2 separate regions of the Gossypium hirsutum genome follow, and region 2 is linked to region 1. Evidence: chromatin contacts called from public Hi-C data. All regions are on one chromosome and are shown on one strand. Each heading gives the region's core, a stretch centred on a gene start, on an enhancer-like site or on the middle of the called end of the contact. The rest is flanking DNA. Distances are from core to core; before and after follow the strand shown.

Region 1 (6,299 bases), core at 1,328-3,827:
CCTTGATTAGCTCCGTAGGTGGCTGCGGAAAAGCAGTGCCAACTGTCAAGAGGGAGACATGAAGAATGCATAATGAAAGGGCAAAAAGTCAAGAAACTGAATTTGGAAAAATTCCCAGAGAAATAAGAAGTCAGAAGAGTTGCCTTAGATACGGAGACTGGTGTTTCATTTGTATGCTCATGGGAGGAAATTTGATAACCCAGTGCTGTTTCTACAGCACGGCGAATATCAAATTGATCTTGTAATCTTTTCTCAAGCTGCAAGATCTGCACAAAAGATTTTCGGAAAAAAAAAAGAAACAAAAAGAAATTAATATGAGCAACAGAACTTCAAAATTTGTGAGCTGCAGCCTAATCTTGGGTCACAATAGACCTGACCAGGCCACTCCCAAACCAAATTCAAGCCCTCTGTAACCCAAGGATGAGTACAATGAACAAAAACAGATTCAGTTCTACACCTCTTGCTTCAAAGTGCTTTGCACCTCGGTGTGGGGGGTGGAAGATTGCTTCTTCTGGGTTTTGACAGAGTTCTTCAGGTGCCTCATATCCTGGTACCACATAATGGAAAAATATTCTTTAGCATTGATATAGGATGAGCCTTTTGTCATTGATATGAATGATTAGTCTAGTGAAAGATGCTAAACAAAGGCTTATATCCTAGTTTTTCATGCATAAATACAATCATTTTATCCGGCTCCATCTAGATCTATATTAAAGATTTAGATTACACGATTCCCACTTGGAACCTCCTCTTATAAACTATCATATCGTAGCAATAAAGAGGAAAAAGGGGACAAAAAAAGAAAAAGAAAGAAAAGAGGGAAAGAGATCCTTGTAATAAATATATATGGCTGGCACTCTACTAGGCCTTTGCATTGGATGCATGAAAAAAGGAGTCATTAGTCAAAGAACAATAAGATAATCAAATCATTAACTTACAGATTACTTTTTACAGCTTAAAGGAAAAGGGAAAATTACCAGCTTTATACGATTTGATTCTTCAAGAGAATCATCCAACCCATCTTCTTCAACTCTTTGCTTATCAGACAAGCTGCTATGTGACAAAATCAAGCACCATGAATCAATAGATAAAACTTTGCACAAAGCAGGATTTAAGGACAGCCATTGCAACTCGTAGCCGTCTCATTACTATTTTGCAAAACTCAAACCAAAATATTTAATTTTTTTTTCTCACATATTTCTACAAAGAAGGAGACCAAGGGTGTCTATTCATCATCCGCCCCGTATCAGTGATCCACTTAGCTACCATTTTCTGAAAACCATCTCAAAAACGGTTTTCATTTGCTTGCAAGTAACTCACCTCTGACTTATTAATTACAAGCGATACTTATAAAATAAAGAACAAACAAAAAATCTTTAGCAAAGAAAAGAAACATTTAATGACAGAAGCTAATTTTCAAACTCCATTTGGACCCCTGAATGCATTTAATGAACAACCAAAAGTAGGGGGTATGGACATAGAGCCAAATTAATAGCCAATTGTGCCTTTAAGGTTTTCTACTTCTGTAAATGCTTAAAGTTCCCAGTTTTTCTTTAAGCAAACCCCATTTCAGAACTCGTTCCTGTTAGACAAAAAGCTTAACATTTTACAAGAAAGGTGATCCCAAACAAACAAAAGTCTTTTTTTTGAAGGGTCACCTCTTGGAACGCTTATGCCTTGAAGATGTCACTTTCAACCCCAACATTTCACTTTCTCCACTGCCTTGAAGTTGAAACCCCATCACTGAGAAAAATAGCATCAGAGATAAATTGCGTTATATCTGAGCAGAAAAACCAAAAGACAGATGAAAATGTATCAAGGCTTTTACCAGTTAGGCTCTAAAAGAAAAAAACAAGGGGAACACCAGGGGGTTACTGAGGAAGATGAACCAGCAGAGTGCACTACACACAATTTGAGAGAAGAGAAAGAACAAATGGGGGTTCTTAGAGACCCTTGATTACACTCCAAAACTAAACTTGTCTTCTTGCATTTTCAAGTGTACTGGGACTTCAAGGAACTACCCACAATGCAGAAAGTGATCATTTTGCTGATAAAAAACACCAGTCTGAAAATTAGCAGAAGTCTGAAATATGCTTTTGCATAAAACCCACAAATACGGATAAGGAAAAATGAGACTTTGTTGGCTTTTGACCAGCGTTTCTTTCTCTTTTTTCTTAAGTTGCTCAATTTTCACTCACTCAAGAAACCAGTTAGCTTTTGTAAATTAAGGAGGCTCTCTTTCTTTCTTTTTCTTTACATTAAAAGATGTAAAACCAGCTCGTGGGCTTCAAGGGAAGAGGAAAGTTGGCATAGGTATACCCCCAACACAACACAACTCAAGCTTTGTTTTTTTGACATTATCCCCCCTTTAACGTCAATTGTCAAATGTCCAAAAGTAGTCACTGTTCTTCAATCAACCGACTACCAGAGATCTTAAAGTAGACAAATTGAAGAAAGATAAATAATACCTACAACTATTTAGAGCTTAGAGAAAAGAATATTTTAGCCCTCACAATCATATATTTATTGATACCTCCATTAGTCAATTTCTAATTTCTTTTTTCCCTTCCATTGTTGAAGAGCAAGTGGGAGTTGGTGACCATCCCTCCTTCCCTGTCTCATCCTGTACTAATTACTATGTATCACTTTGTGTGATTCTACAATCCATTCAGTTTCATGTATGTTAGACATAGGATTAGTATTAGAGACATGGGTAGCCATTAAATTTTCTTTTAATTACCAAAGTATTATTTAATTTCCATTGATTTCATTTAGTAATAAGCCAAAACTGGAGAGGTACAGAAATCTGGCCACCTGAAATTCTTGTCTTAGCTAACATGTACATCTTTTTTCTCCACCAATCTGAAAAGAACAAAAGAAGGTCCCCCTCCAACTTTACTGTAGCCATGAAGTTAGCTCAGCACTTAACTTGATCTTGGTGCATTCTATTCACCTACTTGTTTGACACAAATGTGAACACCACCCTATCACATGTGTACATACACATGACAAAAGTTTCTGTCTCATGATTGGCAACTGGACATTTAACAAAATCATCATTTACAGTATTAAAATGGTTGTTTAATATAGGTGAAATGATGGTTAGTTTGATTATTTGTTGAATTATTTCAACCCAAAGGCCATGAGTTCCCCTAATCTACAACCAAATCTGGTATCTGAGTTGGTTTTTCAACTAATCTTGTACAAACAATGCTGTAGCAAATAATTTGGGGTATCTGGCAAACCCCCCCCCCCAAATTTCATTAATATATTATCAAACAGGCAGTCCATATAATATCCAATAAATCGTTAACAGTCTCAGTTCTTCTGAAAAGCAAGTGCTTCCAAAAATAACGGATTATGAACACTAATCAAGGACTTCAATTATGTCCAAATGTAAGTTTCTAACACAGGCATAAAAAGTTTTAAAAAAAAAAGTAGCCTCTGAACCTCAAAAGGGATGAAAGGTAAAACATTGGATGCCTAAAGGAATATGAGGGTTTTGTGGGGTTTCTCTTTGTCTAAATCTTCTTTCTTTTAGGACAAAATAGGTTCCTAACCAGATACCCATATTGTCTTGCAGTATCAAAGAGACTAACATTTGTCATAGAATCCACATAATTAAAATAATCAATAAAATATATGTACATATGCACACACATATATGATTAAGGAGCTTTGACCTTCTATAATATCAATAGAAAAAAGTAAAAATAATAAAGTAAGGTTGTGCGTGTTGTAAGGTGGCCAGGTCTCTCTTTTTGTCGCCATACTCAACTACTGAGAAAAAAAGGTTTTTTTTTTTTTAATAATCACTGCAACAAGGAAGATAAATAAAGAGTTTGCTTATTGAAAAACTTTCTATTAATAATTGTTTACTTGGCAGCTTTTTTATAATGAGAATGCAGAAAAATCCAAAAGTCCTGTCTATAATAAACTAATGGATGTAACAAACAAGGTAGCTTTGGGAGGAAAAATAAAAAGAAATGACGTTTTAATATGATTAAACTTCAGGATTAAGGATTGCTAGATTAAGGGAAAATTTTGGGTATTTTTGTTAGTTGCTGCTGGTTGTTTATGAAAGCGATTTTATTATAGTGAGTATTGAATATGAGTATGTTAAATTTTTATATTAAAAATTAAATTATATTTTAATTTTTATATTTAAAAAATAGATAAATTATGAGTATGTTAAATTTTTATATTAAAAATTAAATTATATTTTAATTTTTATATTTAAAAATAGATAAATTACTCATTGTATATTAGATAAAAAATAATTAATTATTTTTTAAAAATTTATCAATATTTAATATTAAAAACTATCCTTTTCTGTCAACAATAAATACACCTAGCATGCCTCGGATCATTATAAACTAATTTTTTAAAATATAAAAGAAATTATCAATTTTTAATAAAAGAAAAAGATAAAATGCAATCTGTAGAGGGTTCTATAATACTATTACTGATGTTTTCTCTTTTGCTATCTCCATTATCGATGAATATTTTAAGAAACATAAAAAAATTACTGTAGCTTTGGTAAGTGGTGATGTGATATGATGGAGCTACCTGTAACAGCAAAGGGTTGAAATTGTTGCAGCCGAAACAAGTAATAAACAAATGAAACCACCTCCTACATTACATTTGTGTGCAAGCCAGATGGTTTGCTTCCATGTCACGAAAACTACCAATAAAATTATATTTTGGTTTTGAAATAAGTTGAAGAGAATCTGAATTTTGTAATCAAACTCACAGACATACTTCATATTATGGATCAACTGGATTTTTTTCTAATCCATAGATCAGACTCAGAGTTGCAGAAAATTTGCAAATCTCAAGGAATCTTTGGGTATAATATTCAAGTGAAGTGATGAATGAAGACAAATTAGAAAGATGGATGAAATTTCAAGGAATTAGAGTGGAAATAAATCGGGAAACAGTTTGTAGGAAAATGAAAATTACTTGGTTTGTTCAATACGTTTATAACCCTCACCCTATTTCGAAGCTGCGGATCCCCCACTGTAGTGAAAAGGAAAAAAAAAAAAAAAGGTAGTGTCCAAATACATTAGGACAATGGAGCCAATGCCAGTCATAATCAGCAAAAAGGGTATCTCTTCCAACAAAACTCCATTTTAACAATGGAACCAACAATTTCTTGGATATTTGTTGAGTATTAATTTCTTCAAGGACGTATTTCCATATTTATAAGAAACGGTTTTTTAATGTGACGTATTAAGATCAAATAAGTTTTATGCATGTTAACATGTACCTTCTCTTAGAATTAACACGTGTTCTCCAGACATGAATTCGCCTGCACAGTGGCAAAGTGCATAGGCGAACCATGCAAGCGAACTACATGATAATGAGCTCTATACTTATTGAAGAAAGAAAAGTTGGGTCGGTCCTAACCAGATAGTAGGTTGATCCAGGAATTAACAATGGCTAGCACTATAACAATGTTAAACTTAATATCTATACAAAAATAACCCATTTGTGATTAAAAAAAAGTAGAAGATAAAAATAAAAAATAATCATTAACAAATTACAATAATCACTAAAATTTGTATATAATTTATTTAACAAGTTGTTATAATTTTATTGATGTGAAATAGAGTTCTTACTTACATAGAATTTTAAGGATATTAATTATCATTTAATTAATATTCAATTTAATGATTTTAATTAATTATTATTTTGAATAATTTCATTTTGCATTAATTACATAAAGTAAAACTATATTGTATGTTAAATATGTTAAAAATGCTTTAATTATTATTTGAAATTTTTTATAATAATATTTAATTTGATAAGTTCATATATTTTAATTATATTTAATAATTCAAATAAGAACTATTATTTTATGCTAAATACTAAAATTAAAAATAAAAAATATTAAAAAAACTAATTAAATATTAAAGACGTGAAATCACATGCAAAACATGTGACATTTGAAGTTGGATGTGTTTGATAAACTTAAAATTTAAGTGCTAAAAATTAAAGTACTGGATCTTTATTACTAAATTCTATAAATGTTGAATTTATATTCGTAAATTTTTTTGGTAAATTAGTAAATATAAGGATTGAATATAATTATGTAGTTTGATAAAAGTAAATATTGATTTTTAAAAGATTAATTATTTTTAATTTTAATATTATTAATATAGTATTTTATAGGGAAATTTACTAAAAAAACCCTTTTATATCATTATTTACCGAAAAGGCCCTACTTTTTTATTATTTACCAAAAAGGGCCATTTTCTCGGAAAGCATGTCCACGTCAACGCGAAGTCAGGGGACGT
Region 2 (6,299 bases), core at 2,277-4,776, 420 kb before region 1:
GAAAACAAGTTCTGAAGGTTATATGAGACATGGAGAGAGAAGAAAGCAGGCTTTTACAGTGTTCTGTTAGGCACGACAGATGGATCAGTCGGCTAGACAATGGGGGTTCTGATTAGGGTCGGCTCTATCAACTAGGAATACGGCTTTGTGTTGTTTAACTGCACTGATTTAAGTTGCTGTGTTTCCTTTTTGGATTTTTCTTAGCTATTTTGGCGTTTGTAAACCGATAATCATCGGATGGATAAGCAGTCAAATAAAGGGGGTCCCATTTGGTATTGTATTTTGGTTTGTGTAATGATGTCGCACTTGTGGATGATGACAATTTAGTAGTTCTTCTAAGTGTACCCATTACAGTCCGCAAAAACTACGACATTAATGATGGTGGTATTTTAAAGTAAATATTGAAGCAGTGTGAAACAAGGGCCTGGAATGTGGATGGTATAAACATAGGGTTCAACTAAAATTCTAGGCAATAACAAATTTCTCCCCTATGATAGAAAAATATTCAAGCTTTGAGGGGACATTCCAGCAGAGATGAAAACTACAGCTCAGAACTTTATCAATATTCAACAATGTCTGCTTAAGGGTGTACATATAAAATAGGGTTTATGTATTCCTCCTCTTCACCTTAGATTCCTTTTTCGATACAAAATCTAATTAGAAGGAAGAGAAGGGATTACGCTGCACTTCAATATTGATTTTTGCTTCCAACTTTCATCCTTAGTTATACATCCTTTCTACTATATTATTCATGGCTCTTTTTTAAATTTTTAAATAATATTTTAATAATTTTTTTCATATCATTAATATATAATTTTGATATTTTTTTATCATGAACCTTAAACTCCGAACCTTAAAACTAAACCTCGATCTTGAACTTACAACTTAAAATTTTGAACTCACTTAAGATTTGGGGTTTAAAATTTAATGTTTTGAGTTTAATATTTGAGTTCAGAGTTTAAGGTTTAAGGTTCGAGATTCAAGTTGATGGTAAATTTTTTTACTAAAATTATATGTTAATGACATGAAAAAAATTACTAAAATATTATTAAATAATTAAAAAAAATCATAAATGATAAGAAGGAAATAGTTCATGAGCTAATTTCTCTTAATTTTAGGTAGCACCTCATGCTTATTTGTAATATCTAAATTTAGGTAACACATTTTTAGTAATTGAAAATTATTGTCGAAGGACTACTCCAATGATTGATACAGTATATAATTTTTAATCTATTTATTATATTTTCCCTTAAATTATATAAACAATATTTATATTTTATTCATTGTGATTTGGGTGAAAAATGGAAAAAATATAGTAGCATTTTTAATTAAATAAAATAGAATTTTGATAAATGTTGCATCAAACTTTTAAGTTAGTTTTGAATACCTTCCTATGTTTTTCCGGAAACAATTTTGATTTTTAATTTCTTTCAAATTAGTAAATTATAAGTCTAAAAATAAAATAAAATTTTATAGCTTAAGTTACAGAAACAATGTTATCTTGAAAATAAAATCCACAAAAACTTAGTAAAAGATAAAATAAATTTTAAACTTTTTTTTTAAACTTAAAAAAGCATAATTTAAAAATATATAAGAAATTATACATTTATGAAGAATCCAGAACGTGAGTTTTTAGGTAGCTAAGGGAAATTTATTTTTTTGTGATAAAAATAGCTCCCTATTCCAAATTAAACTTGTGGTGTCGCCATCATCCTAAAGAGAAGCATGGCAAAGATAGTAAAATATTTAGGAAGTTAAAAAGAAAAAGAGTAAAGGAGAGATGGAGCAGCGTGATTGAGAGGGATTGATGGGTGGGGACAGTAGAAGAAGGGAAGAGAGAATAAAGAGTGGGGGACAGCGTGGGGAGCAATTATTGGGTCTCCCCTCTGATTTGGGAAGCGTCATGTCCGCATCAGATTCCTCCTCCGTACCGCATTTCTCGCCCTCACCTTCTTTATTTCTTCCTCCCTCTACCACCAATCAACGGCTCCTATTTGGTGCTATAATTTTATATCAAGATGCACGAATATTTACCCGATACTTTTTAAGAGGAAATTTCATTCACTAATGAGATAGTTAAATGTTAATGTTTGTTTAAATTTTTTTTATTTCATATTATTTTAAATTTTTAGTATTTTTAATTAATATTTTTAATATATTAGTTCTTTTGATTAGATGGTTATGATTTCATCTTTTAGTCTCAAGTTTGATTTTTTTATAAATATTTTAATATGTATTTTTGTTTTAAGTTTTTTTTATTTTTAATTAATGTTTATAATTAATAAATATATTATTTTCAAGTTTTATATTTTAAATTAATAACTCTTTTATTAATAAAATTAAATAATAAAGATATAATTATTTTTTAAAAATATCAACTAATTCTTTAGATATATATAATATGTATTTTATTCGCCTATATCATGAGTATGGTGATTTCTAATATTATAAAATCATGTAATTATTTTAAATATCATTGTTTTTTCATCTACGTTGTGAGTATGATATTAAAATATTTTTATAGGTGAAATATTTCAAATAATCATTTTAAATATACATACAAAAATATATAATATGTCAATTTACTACACTCATGATAGGGCTTGGAAAATAAATATTACACATATAAAAGTTATATGTACTAAAAATAATTATATTTGCAATAATTTATTTCATTTTATAAATAAAATAGTTAATAATTAAAGATAAGAAACTTGAAAAAAAATATTTATTAATTTATAAACTGTAATTAAAAATAAAAAGTTTGAAAAACAATAAATAAAAAATACATATTAAAATATTTATAAGAGAATTCAAACTTGAGACTCAAGGATGAAATCACAATTATCTAACCATCTAACTAAAAGAGTTAATGTATTAAAAATATTAATTAAAAATAAAAATAAAATCTTAAAACAACATAAAATAAAAATTACAACTATAAGTAGGATAAAAATCAAACTCAAGATTTAAAGGATAAAAGTACTAACATTTACCCATCTAATCAATAAAACTAAATTATTAATCTTCAGTAAAACATGTTTTCACTCACTTTCTCTCCAAAAACTGCGTTTTCTTCCAAATATATTTTTTTAAAAAAAGAGCATATCTCTTTAATTTAACTTAATTCTATGCATTAAATGATGATACATTGTCAAAAACTTTTAATTAAATTTACTTTATTTCATTTGATGTGGCTTTGTATAAGTTTTTCTTAAGGTCGCTTCGTATAGTTAATTAATAATGCACATAAATATACACTATCAATGCATTTAAAGGTTATGAGTCAAGTCGGATTAAGAATCTATTTCAAAAAAAAAGTTCCAAATACAAGATTGATTCCCCTAAAAATTCATATTAATGTTTAAAAATAATAAAATATATAAAACATATCCAAAAATCCTTTTAATTCTGCTAATTAGCACGCTAGGGAACCCACAGACTGTTAATTGGCTTAGAAATAAATTGAGAGTTGTTCGTCCCCCAATTTCATTTCTCATGGAAATAAAATTCAATGTTCACAGGATGGAGAATATTCAAAGATATTGGGGCTATAGCCATGGGATTGATATAGGAGCAAACGGGTCTAAAGGGGAGTTGTCTTTAGGATGGACAACAAATATGAAGGTAACCTTGCGTAGTTTTTCTAATCACCATGTAGATGTTGAGGTGTACGAAGAAAGTAGTGATATTAAATGGCGCCTAACGGGATTTTATGGTCATCCTGAGGGGCGACATCAGCTATCCTTGGAATTTTCTTCAGAGACCGGGTACTGATCAATCTCTCCCATGGTTGGTGGTAGGGGATTTCAACGAAATTACCTACTCCTTTGAAAAATCAGGTGAACGTGTTCGAGGGGAGAGACATGCAAGACTTTCAATCTGCACTTCTGGATTGTGACCTTCATGATTTGGGTCAAGATGGGAGATGGTACACATGGGGAACGAGAAAAATTTGAGGCTAAAAATATTAGGGAATGTCTTGATCGGGCAGTTGTGAATTCTAGTTAGTGGAATCTTTTTTCAAATTTCGCAATTAATCACCTTTCGCACTCAATATCCAATCATTGTCTGATTTATGTAAAATTCGTGGGTTCGAAAGTTGGTAATAGAAGAAAAGGCCAAAGAAGATTTAAATTTGATGCCAATTGGTGCTTGGAGGGAGACTGTGAGAATGTGGTCAAAGAATTTTGGGATTTGAATGCCGACCCCCTTCCTATCAAATTAAACAAGTTGGGTTGCCAACTCATGGAGTGAAGTTCCCAACTAAAGATTGACTGAAAGGCCAAGAAAAAAGTGTAGAAGACACATTAGATTTGTTAGTTTCAGAAGAACCCAAGGATGACACTCTTCTTGAGCTGACAGACATCCGTTTACAATTAAATTTAGAGGCGGATAAAGAAGAAAGGTATTGGAAGCAACATGCGCGTATCAATTGGTTGAAGTACAGGGACCATAATTCAAAGTTCTTCCATGGTTCCACTACAGCAAAAAGGAAATTTAATCTTATTAAAGGCCTAATGAATGATATTGGTGAATGGGTTGAGGACGAGAAAGGTATTGAGGCGACTATTTCTGGATATTTCAAGAACGTTTTTACTACTTCAGATAAGGACAATTCGACTGTAATATTTGAGAATGTTCGAATGAGTATCACAAATGACATGAACGAAAAGTTATTGCAGGTATTTACTATGGAGGAAATACGAGTGGCAGTGAAAGATATGGTGCCTCTGAAAGCTTTTGGCCTTGATGGTTTCCCTACACTATCACAAATAAGAATGTTCGAATGAGTATAACAAATGACATGAACGAAAAGTTATTGCAGGTATTTACTATGGAAGAAATATAGGTGGCAATGAAAGATATGGTGCCTCTGAAAGCTTCTGGCCTAGATGGTTTCCCTACACTTTTCTATCAACCCCATTGGAGCACTGTGGGTCCTGAGGTTTCCTCATTTTGTCTAAGCATTATTCGTGGAGACATTGTTGTGAAGGAGATTAACTGCACATATATCGTCCTGATTCCCGAGGTTAGAAACCCGAAAGACATTACTCAATTTAGACCTATTAGTGTACGCAATGTGTTGTTCAAAATAATTGCCAAGTCTATAGTGAATAGAATGAGTGGGTTACTAAATGTATGCATAAAAGAGGCACAAGGAGCCTTTATTCTAAATAGATGGCTCTCTGATTGCCTATGAGATTTTACATTCCCTTAAGTCAAAGCGATGGGGCGCAAAAGGTAGCTTTGCTCTCAAATTAGACATGAGCAAAACTTACGATAGAGCAGAATGGGACTTCCTAACCGATGCTTAAATTAGGTTTCCATATAGACTGGATCACTTTAATAATGAACTGCGTGGCTTCCATTAGCTATACTGTGGGTATCAATGAGAATCTAAGCTACAAAATTGTGCCTTACAGGGCGATCATCTTAGCCCATACCCATTCCTTGTTTGTTCCAAAGGCTTCCTTGTGCTACTTGAGAAAGCTAAGGAGGAAAAGGCGGTGAATGGTGTTAGAATCGGGAAAAGCTCTTTGTCCGTTAACCATTTATATTTTGCAAACAATAGCTTATTGTTTGAGGATGCTTCAAAAGATAGGGCAGAGAACATCCAACATATTCTTTCGACATATGAAAAGGCTTCAAGTCAGAAGATCAACTATGACAAGTCTTTAATTTTCTTTGGCTCGAATGTGCAAGAAGATGATAGAAATGTTGTCTCGAATGCTTTGGGAGTCCATGTATCTTCCAATGCAGAGTACATTGGGTTGCCAGTTATGATAGGGCGTAGCAAGAATAGGGCATTCTCTTACTATGTTGATAGATTTAAAAATAGAATGAAAAGTTGGAATTTCAGATATCTATCTATGAGTGGAAGGGAGACTTTAATAAAGTCAGTTTTGCAAGCTCTACCAGTCTATGCAATGCAATGTTTTCCCTTCCCTAAATCGTTATGTGCAAAGCTCAAAAACGTACTTAATAGATTTTGGTGGAGAAACGCAAAAACGGCAAAGCGGATTCATTGGAGCTTATGGAAGGTATTATGTGCATCGAAGTCAAAAGGTGGATTAGGATTTCACGATTTGGTAAGCTTTAACGTGTCTTTATTAGCAAAACAATGCTGGCGAATTTAGACCCAGCCTGATTGTTTGTTAGCAAAAGTATTAAAGGCGCAATATCACCAACACCTAGATTTTATTTTAGCTGGGTTTGGTTTAGATTTTATTTTAGCTGGGCTAGGTTCTTACCCATCCCTTACCTAGCGAAGTATTATGGCTGCGCGGGGATAACTG

What was found. Hi-C and Micro-C count contacts between places; a contact is called where the count stands out from the background.
Region 2: a Hi-C map of leaf shows a contact between it and region 1, with 2.9 times the contacts expected there. The contact joins the promoter of LOC121211372 here to the promoter of LOC107925663 in region 1. A contact is called at or near these places in 2 of 34 Hi-C or Micro-C datasets (both in leaf).

The regions. Positions count from the first base shown.
Region 1 is chrA12:17,328,489-17,334,787 of Gossypium_hirsutum_v2.1, reverse strand. It overlaps LOC107925663, which reads right to left and starts at 2,577. Exons shown (of 12, transcript XM_016856376.2): 1 at 1,829-2,577; 2 at 1,659-1,743; 3 at 978-1,050; 4 at 458-547; 5 at 144-266; 6 at 1-22. The coding sequence starts at 1,741.
Region 2 is chrA12:17,751,570-17,757,868 of Gossypium_hirsutum_v2.1, reverse strand. LOC121211372 reads left to right here and starts at 3,526. Exons shown (of 2, transcript XM_041084128.1): 1 at 3,526-3,770; 2 at 4,298-4,793. The coding sequence starts at 3,526. The coding sequence ends at 4,793. LOC107933023 (dof zinc finger protein DOF3.4) reads right to left here and starts at 675. Exons shown (of 1, transcript XM_016865162.2): 1 at 1-675.